Linked DNA regions of Ovis aries: region 1 is linked to region 2. A link is a contact called in public Hi-C data. All regions are on one chromosome and are shown on one strand. Each heading gives the region's core, a stretch centred on a gene start, on an enhancer-like site or on the middle of the called end of the contact. The rest is flanking DNA. Distances are from core to core; before and after follow the strand shown. Region 1 holds the start of STAG1 (STAG1 cohesin complex component). Region 2 holds the start of NCK1 (NCK adaptor protein 1).

The links. A called contact is a pair of places that touch in the nucleus more often than the background predicts.
Region 1: a Hi-C map of liver shows a contact between it and region 2, with 4 times the contacts expected there. The contact joins the promoter of STAG1 here to the promoter of NCK1 in region 2. A contact is called at or near these places in 6 of 16 Hi-C or Micro-C datasets (hypothalamus, liver, mixed tissues and 3 more).

What each region holds. Positions count from the first base shown.
Region 1 is chr1:253,076,331-253,081,313 of ARS-UI_Ramb_v3.0, reverse strand. STAG1 (STAG1 cohesin complex component) reads right to left here and starts at 3,462. Exons shown (of 33, transcript XM_060395498.1): 1 at 3,279-3,462.
Region 2 is chr1:252,944,540-252,949,401 of ARS-UI_Ramb_v3.0, reverse strand. It overlaps NCK1 (NCK adaptor protein 1), which reads left to right and starts at 1,510. Exons shown (of 4, transcript NM_001166199.1): 1 at 1,510-1,599. It overlaps LOC121817339 (a long non-coding RNA gene), which reads right to left and starts at 1,285. Exons shown (of 3, transcript XR_006057174.2): 1 at 690-1,285; 2 at 1-138.

The DNA.
Region 1 (4,983 bases), core at 2,213-4,712, 130 kb before region 2:
AATACAAAGAGGAAAAAGCATGAAGACAAAACAAGTATGAGTAAACTTGTCAAGTGGGATTACTGCTTTGCCTAAGTGGTCTTCTTGTACATAAAGATTCTAAAGTGTAAAGATACTTCTGTCCCCATGGCAAGCAAAATTCTAACAAACCACAGTGACTCACCCTCATTAGCAACCCTGCAGTGTGGGAGAGACCTGTAATTATAATGGGGTATCACTCCTGTGATTGCTATATGGCAAATAATTTTTGCATATGTACTTAAGGTCCCTAATCAGTTGAGTTCATCAAAAAGATCATCCTGAGTAGGTCTGATCTAATTAGATCAGCTTTAAAAAGGAGTCTCCTAAGGGAGTCCAGAGGACAAAGACAGAGGAAGCCAGAGCAACTTACTTTTGCTTGCCTGGATGAAAGCAAAAAGTCATGACGTGAAAATGCCTATATGAACATGTGGTAAGGAAGTGAGAAAGTCTTGCCAACAGCTAGAAAGAAGATGGTGACTCCAGTCATACAGCCACAAGGAAATTCTGCCAACAAGTAGTGAGCATGGAAGAAAGTCCTAAGCCTCAGATAAGAACTGAGCCAACACACCCAACACCCTGATTTTAGCCAGGTGAAATGTGGAACAGAAAGCCCCACTACAAAGTAAAAAAAGTTGGCTAAAGCTCAACATTCAGAAAATGAAGATCATGGCATCTGGCCCCAACACTTCATGAAAAAAGATGGGGAGACAGTGGAAACAGTGGCTAACTTTATTTTTCTGAGCTCCAAAATCACTGCAGATGGTGACTGCAGCCATGAAATTAAAAGACGCTTACTCCTTGGAAGGAAAGTTATGACCAACCTAGACAGCATATTCAAAAGCAGAGACACTACTTTGCCAACAAAGGTCCATCTAGTCAAGGCTATGGTTTTTCCAGTAGTCATGTATGGATGGGAGAGTTGGACTATAAAGAATGCAGAGCGCCGAAGAATTGATGCTTTTGAACTGTGGTGTTGGAGAAGATTCTTGAGAGTCCCTTGGACTGGAAGGAAGGAGATCCAACCAGTCCATCCTAAAGAAGATAGTCCTGGGTGTTCACTGGAAGGACTGATGTTGAAGCTGAAACGCCAATAGTTTGGCCACGTGATGTGAAGAGCTGACTCATTGGAAAAGACTCTAATGCTGGGAAAAATTGAGGGCAGGAGAAGGGGACGACAGTGGATGAAATGGTTGGATGGCATCACGGACTCAATGGACATGAGCTTGACTGAACTCCGGGAGTTGGTGATGGACAGAGAGGCCTGGCATGCTGTGGTTCATGGGGTCACAAAGAGTCGGACACGACTGAGCAACTGAACTGAAGCTACTAAATGTGTGGTACCTCGCTATACATAAAAGGAAAGCTAATACAATCCAAAATTTTTCATTTTAGTGATAAGGAAAGTAAGGTTAAAACAGCGACCCCTCAAAGATCAAATACCTAGGAAAAGTTTAAAATAACTTCAGTCCTGGGCTCTCTTCCTACCACAGCCCCCTTAAGGCTTTAAGACAGTTACTCAAATCAACAGTACTTGCATACTGTGTTCAAAGGAAGCAATTCTAACAACATTTTCCATATGGAAAATAACAATTTTCCATATTTCACATCTATTTCAATACCCCTAAGTTTTGCCAGAATATCAAAACTGAAGTGGATATTGAGGAATTTCTAATCAAAGCAGCTTGGTTGTTAAAATGACCATTGACAGACCACCGGAGTAAACTTAACGTACGTTTTGAAATATAAAGAAAAAACGGTATCAAAACTCTGTCGGTTTTTTTAGTACTTTATTTAGATAGCAAACTACTTGTGTTATAACTATTCTCAAAGACTGAGAGCAAGTAAACAACCTTCCCGAACTTTTCGCTATTTCCTCCCTGGAGTAAATTTTTTTAGCCTGAATTTTTCGTACAGTATAAACATGAGTACAAGGTACACTATCCAATACAATACACAAGTTGTTTTTATTTTCACTGTTCTGAATCTTTATTTTCCTAAGTGCTTCACCATCAGAATTTGCAATTTTCTTAAAAAGGCACATGAAAATCTAAAAGATGGAGTCAAATACCACGTTAAGTCACAAATCACACAACTTTCTTTATGCCATGTCAAATACTTTCATAAACACTACGTTCGCGAAGAGATGAAAGAAAAAACTCCTCTCTAGTCACAATCACGAGAATAAACTATACACATCATCTTAACATCGACTAACAGCAAGTAATTCGCTATCGTCGCATACAAACAGCATTGTTTTGAAACTGTAAGTGCCCAAAACCATCCCCTGCTTTACACTCCCGGGACACGATTCTCTGCAATATGAAGAGAATCGGTAACATTTCAAATGTAGGTAGAAGAGGTGACGTGACAATCCTAAAACCTGAAAATTTCTCAGTCCCCACAGCACCCAAGAAGCACCCAGTTTGGACTCTCCGATCGAGGCCCAGGTTCAACTCCAAGCACTCCCGTTTCCCAGCTCTTCACCCCGCCCCCACCCCGAGAAAGGAGGGAAAACAACTTTTATTGGCCTCGTCTCCCGGGGGGCTGGAAAACTAGCGGGGCAGTGCTCCGGCCTGCACACGTTTCTCAAGGAGGCCTCCGTCGGGGGCGGGGAGGGCAGATAGCGGGAAAGCCCGGCTTTGACGTCCCCTCTGCCCCAGGCGCCAGCCCCCCGCTCCTCCCCATTGAGAAGAGGCCTGGGCCGGTCGCCTCGCCGAGCGACCCCCAGGCCCCTCAGCCGAGGCGAGCTCGTTGTCATGTGACGACGCCGCCGCCGCTAAAACACCGCAGAAACGCAGGGCGGCGGATGGCATTCGCACCAGCCCGCCTCGGCCCGGCCCCGCCGGGCGCGGGCGAGTCCCGAGAGTCCGGGCGGGGGGGCGGAGGGCGGGCTTGGCGGCGGGCCCGAGCGCGCCACAAAGGCTTCCGCGCCCGTCGCCGTAGTGCCCGAGCGGGCGGGGGCACAATTTTCGGGGCCCGCGGGAGGGGTGCGGAGCGACTAGGGTTCCGGGGTGCCCGCCGCGCCCACAGCCGTCCCCGCTGGCGCCCGGACGGCCGGCGACCGCCGCGCCCCGCACAGGCCTGCGCGGCCTCCCTCCCCCGCGCGGGGCCCGCGCCCGGCCCGCCCGCTCTTCGCTCGCGCTCTCTCGCTCTCGCCCGGCCTCCATCTTGGATCGGCGCTTCCAGCCCCCGCGCCGCTGCCGCCGCATTCCCCCTCTTTCCCGCCCCCCGCCGCCGTCGCCGCCGCCCGCGCTCACCTCAGCTGCCCATCCGGGCACCGCCAGCCGTCGACCTAGTTTCCCCCCAAAAGTCTCCGGTGTGTTATTCCCGATGTGGGGGGGTTGTTACGGGGTGGTCGCCGGGGGTTCGGGAGCGGGGGCCGCGCCTTCAACGGAGCTGCAATCCTAACCCGCCATCTGGTGGCATTTTCCACACGCCAATGGCGCCGCTGCAGACTTGGGTCCGGACCGCCCTCTGCTGGCCGCGGTGCTTACTGCTTCGCTGACGGGACGGGCCTACCCGGAAAGGGGAGGGAGCTGAGGCGCGAGCTGGGGGCCGCGGCGGGGACGCGCGCGAACGCTTTCCTGTGGGGATTGCGCGCACGCGCACCAGCGGGGCGGGAAACGTGGCCGCTGCGTGGCGGCCCGGCCCCCGCACGGAGCGCTGGCCCAGCTCAGCCAATCGCAAGCGGCGCATACCTCTCCGTGAGGGGGCTGTGGATGGTTTGTGGGCCGCCCAAGGCGGGCGGAAGGATGGCGGCGGTGGCGCCTGCGCGCCCCGCTAGCTGAGTTGCCGCCCGCCATTTTTGGAGCTTTTCCGAGACCTGGGAGGGAAACCCGCCCCTGGCCCCTTCACCGCGGCCCCTCCCCAGGTCGCGAGACTAGCGCACCCCCGCAGCCCCGCCCGGCCTTGCTGCCCCCATCCCCCGCCTCTGCAGAAAAGCGGAGGGGTGGCAGCGCTAAACCACGCTCCCGCCTGCTGGTGTCAACCAGGGCCTCAGAGCTTAGCATTGTACGAGCGATTTATTGTCTACTGTTGACGAGGTGCTTTCCCGGGCGAGGGTGAAAAGGTTTTGAGAGCTGTTTGGGACCTCCCTCGCCGTGCATCTAGACGCAACACTGCGCGCCCCAGGCCGATTGGCGTCGTCACTACCTCTAAAGCAGATCCTTTCCGTGGTGCCGGCTTTGCATAAGGCGGCAGCATTGGCTAGTTAGTGAGAAAAGAATGTAAGTAGATTGAGAAAATACAGCCTCCGCTTTGGAATCAGATTTCTCCTTCCACAGCCTAGGACTATTCTCAGTAGCTCTGAAATGGACGGGAGAATCGTAGCCGTTTAGCTGCCAAAAGGGAAACAATTGACTAGCGTGAGATCATGACCAAAATATGCTTTTGAATGTTGCCTTTTCCCTACTCTTCCCCCCCACCCCCCGCCTCTGCCTGATCGTGGCTTCTACCTTTCACCCACTCAAAACTTTCAATACAAAAGTGAATCCTTAATCTCCCAGGTCATCAGCCCCATTATGACTAAATTCTCTTGTTACTGTAGCCAGCCAGCTCTATTTCTGTATTGCCTTAGAATCGCTAGAATTGCTTAGACTCCTTTATAGTCTTAAGGGTCAGTCTCCAATAAATTATCCCTATTTCTGATTTCTCTCTCAAAGGTCACACTGTGTGGTTTTTCACTGGAGGAAGCCCCAGTTCTACCTGGATGGCTATGAAGTCGTGACCACACTCCCACTTGATACATATATATATATATATAAACTCATCTTTGGATGAATTCCTATCGTATTCTATACAAACTGTTTCTCATTTTCCTTGTTAAGGTGCCAGTCCCTATCCATACTAATAGATAAAATCATCTGGTTAACAGGGATCAGAGCCATGGAATTCCAGTTTGATATTCTCTCCATCTTAAAATATTTGTTGACACGCCGTGTTCATGACCTTTCAAATTCTCAC
Region 2 (4,862 bases), core at 261-2,760:
CTAATTACAGGATACAGATGGAGTTGCTGCCCAGATTTTCCTGGTCCACTTGCCCTCTCAACTTGAGGCCAGGAAGGGGCCACAGGTGATTTATGCTTGACCGTGTGATCATATATATGGCAAGTGAACCATATTCCTCTATTAGGATACAAATGAATAATTCTGAAGTTAAATACAGAAAAGCATAAATGAATGAAATTGGGGATTGAAGCTGTACTAATGCCTTAAACAATACTTACTGATGATCTACCATGTGCTAGAATCTGCCTGCAAAGTGGGAGACTTGGGTTCGATCCCTGGGTCCAAGATCCCCTGGAGAAGGAAATGGTAACCCACCCCAGTATTCTTGCCTGGACAATTCCATGTGTTACAGTCCATGGGGTCGCAAAGCGTCAGACAGGACTAAGTGCCTAACACTACCATGTGCTAGGTACTGGGGAAAAACAGTACTGACTGACATGATTTCTGATTTGAAATCATGTAGGGGTAGGGAGGTCTCCCCAGGTGGTAAAGAATCCCCTTGCCAGTGCAGGAGACGCTGGTTGTATCCCTAGGAAATGGCAAAAAGCTCCAGGATTCTTGCCTGGCAAATTCCATGGAGAGAGGAACCTGGTGGGCTTCAGATCCATGGAGTCGCAAAAAGTCTGGCTCTTTCAGCAGCTGGATGGGGAAAACACCTGTGCACTTACCAGGCTTCCCTGGGCGGCAAACGCCTACGCAGAGCCACAGAGATGGCTGGGGAGGAAGAGGCAGGTGATGGGGTCTGAGGCTCCGGCGTGGGGAGAACCAACTTACTGATGGCAGGTGTCTGGGGCTGGGCAGCTAAGAAAGAACAGACCTGTCACCGAAAGTCACTGTCCTCACAGCAAGGCTACGGCAACCAAGAATGGAAGCTATCCACGCACCAGGGCGCTTCGAAGGCCCTCAGACTCAGCTTATTTTGGTTTGCGGTTCAAGTTAAGGACACGTCTTACATTTTTCTCTCAGGACTCTACGTTCAGGCCTTTTTGTTTGCTTCTCATTTTCGCTCCCGTCCCTAAGAACTTTCCGCTGGTAAGACCTTCTTCAGGTGCAGAAACCAGAAGGAAGCTCCCAGAGCAGTCGGGGCTTAACTCGGAAAGCAGTCAGTTCTGTTGTGGAATCTCCTGTGGCGCTGAGGAGGAAGGCCCCAGAATAATCAGCCAGAGACACAGAAGCAACAAAACCCAGAAACTGGCAGGGCGCTTCTGTCTCTCTCACTCCCTCTCCACCGAGCAGCCTCAGCTCCACACCTAGCACAGCAATTGATTGACAGGAGGGCTCGCCCAATCCCAGAGCGGCGAAGACCGCCCTCGCGTCAGTGATAGGAGGGAAGGGGAAGACTGAACCTATCAGATTGGGCAGGGAGGGGGGGTTTCCTGTCTGCGCGGGTCCGCCCAGGGCCTCGCGACCGGTCGGCGCTGCAGCCCCGCCCTCCCGCCGCGCACGCCCCGCCTCTCTCCCCAGAGCTACGCGGCGGCAGAGCGGAGGCCTCGTGCCGTAACGGCCATCGCGGCGGCCGTGGCGGCGTCCCTGCCCTCCTCAAGTGAGCTGGCGCCGCCCGGGCTTGGCAGAGGGGAGGTGAGACGGTCCTGCCGGCAGGCAGACGCACAGACAGCCTTTTTCTCGTCTGGGGAATCTACATAGCCCGTTACTTGCCGCGGAGCTTCCTCTTCCCTGCTGAAGTTAGCTCCCGGGGCGCCGTCTGCCGGCTCGGAGCGAAGCCGGAGGGGGCGGGGAGGCCGCTTGGTCGGGCCTGGGCTTTTTGCCTCGCGGCTTCGCGCGACCCTCCGGCCACTGCCCTGGGAGGCGCAGCCCTACGACCTTCCTGTCCCTCCCTGGAGCGTCGGGTCCGGGTGAGCGCTGCGGCCGGCCGTCCCTGGAGGCTGAGAGGTCGAGTGTGTGGCGTGCACCCTCCTCCTTTTCTTTACCTCTCAAAGTCCTGACGGCTTTGTGGCGCATTCCGAGGCCGCGGTGGTGGTGGAGAGGGGCGCTTACCTCTAGGAGTGGGAGGGAGCCGTTCAGGGTGCGGAGGATGGACATCCTCGGGATGCGCCTCCCGCCCCTCCCCCCACCCAGCCCCCTGCAGTTTCCCTTGTTGGGAAATCTGGGTTATTATAATATCATGGATTCGTACGTGAGTTACTTGGGCTGTAAGCTTTTGACTTGAGTTGTAATATATCCGGGGGGAAAAATGTATCTTGGTAGTTGGTTTTGTAACCTTTCCTGTGTGTGTCCATAAAAGTTTGCTATTAGAAGCTCGGGAAGCTGAATTTTGTGCCGGACTGAGAACCCTTACTTTACAGACGCCCAGTTTAGTGTCACACTAATGAACTAGTCACTTAAAAATAATTCTGCCCGTTAACTTTGGCAAGAAACCAGGGGAGTTAGGAAAGGATGAGTTGAAGAAATTTCTATCCCCATCTTGGGTGGTGAGCAAAAAAAAGCTCACTGTTCAGTCAGGACAAGTAAATGTTGCAAGAGGTATTCATTTTTAAAAATCTTACTTTGGTAGATGTAAGAAAGACCAACCATACAGTTTATTAAGCAGATGGAAAGTGCTGTGTCTCAACCCTCAGGGAGTTTACAGAGTAAATGGGGAATTATCCAAGAAGAAGGTTCTGTTTGGTAATTGTCAGTAATATTCAGTTCTTAAATAGATATCCCTCATAGTTTGATAGAAACTCGAGATCTGTGCTTTGGTTGATTAATAGTTTTATTTCATTTTTATTGCAAACTTTACGATTTTCTTCTTTGGAAAATTCTGAACAGTTTGCAGAATGTTCAGGATTTCTCAGCTGTGCTTGTTCATATATTAAATTTTAAACTTGTTTGTTCTGTTTTTCTAAATATTTAGTCTAGATTTTACTAGTGCTTTCAGGTCCTTGAAAATAAAACATGAAACATAACAGGGTACGTTTTGTTAGATATTGAGATATGTTTTAGGCCACTGGATTTTTTGCACCTTTGAGAACTTCCCTGCCAAAACTCAAGGTAGATTTGATGCAAATGTTATAAATCACTTGTCAGGAAGACTTAATAAATCCATATCCTGTCTATTTTATTCTTTTATAGTTTAACAATTTTTACAATTTATTTACCTTTGTAATATGGAAAAATACCAGATATTTTTCTGCCTACACCAGAAGACTAAATGATTTTCTTATTTCGTCAATAAGTAGAATTGGAGGAAACTATTGAAATCACTAAGCATTTAACAAATTCTCTGTTAATACTTTGCTGTGGTGTTTTAGGAAGACAATTGACAGGGCCAAAAATGACATTTAAAGATTATTTAATAAGGCAACAATTCTGTCTGGATGTTCCTCACTTTATTTGAAAGATAGAATTTATAGTCTTCCTTCAAAACTGATTCCATATGCTGACTTTGTTTTGGTGATATTTATCATGCCTTAAACTACCCAGGCATAAGCCCTGGTTTTATCTTAAGACTTCCTCTCACCACATAACATTGCCCAATTTTTGTCAGCCATTTTCTGAAATTTCTTTCAGATATCTGTTCTAACCACTCGTTTTCTTTTTTCCCCCCAGTAGCTTTTAACCGGATTTTCTGCCTCTTTTCTCCCTTAGTATGTTCTGGCTTCTGCCTTGTTCTAAAATAGTGCTTCCACCACCCTCACTGTTAAACCAGCATTAGTTCCCTGTTATTTCGAGTATAGTTCAGAATTCCCAGCCTTCTAACAGTCTGCTCAAAACCTGTTTTTTTCTAATGATAACAGTAATTCTCTATAGGAGCTGTCCATCCTAACACAAACCAATCTCTTGTTCTCATCTAGATTGTGTATTTTCCTGCCTTCATGTCTGTTGACACTTTGCCTGTTTATTGCTAGTATTTTTTAAAAGAAATTTTCCTCCTTAAATTAAGTGGCAAGTAAAGTCAGATTTTGTTAACATTTCACATTTGGTCCTTCTGCACAGCCTTCTAGATCTTTCGGTTTCTGTGTTGTTGCTTTCCTTTGAACCCACAGCCCTTACTGTTTTATCATTTCTTTGGTTTTTAATATGTGGACTTGTATTATAATACTACAGAACAATATTGTGGGAATGTTGAATCCATCCTTCCATTTTATACATAGGGAAAATGTAATCCATACAGACTAAGTTCACTGAAATTCACCTAGTGACCCTGGCAGAGCTGACTTACATATACCTTAATTTCCTACTTGATTTCCTAACTCAAGTTCTGTGTATTAAAATTTATGTGTGTATTCTTATGAAGCTATACTTCTTTTCATCTCTTGCAGTGTCATTTTGTATTGTTTGCTTCACATTACTTTGCGTTTTGTGTATTGGTTAGATTCAGAACTTCTGTATGAGGGGAGGGGAACATTTATGACCTGAATTGTTTGAATCCTTGAAACAGTGATTTAAAGTCTACAGGAAGTCTTTCTCTAGCTTGTTGGGTATATTAACAGCATTAACTAAAATAATATTGGCGTGTCCACTGTTGAGTCCTATGACCCATTAAAAATGAATCTCTTACAAGTTTTACTGTTGGATTTTAGTTTGAATTTCTTGAAAAAGAGAAACTCTTTGGGAGCCTTGAAAGTAAATGTGAACGATGTATTACTTGTAAGGCATCTGAGTTTATTGATCTAACTAAATGCTCTTTTTGATAGAACAGGAACACTTTTCGCTAATTTTTTCGTTTTGTTCTGTCAAGAACCAGATTGTTGAGCAATTTGTTTATTGAGCAGAACATTCTGAAAATCATTTGTTCCACTTGGAAAGTTGGAGAGCTTTTGTATGTTTGTTCTTCACACTCTGCCCCCCACCCCCACCCCAACTCTAAAGTTTCTGTTAAAACCAGCAGCATAGAGTTT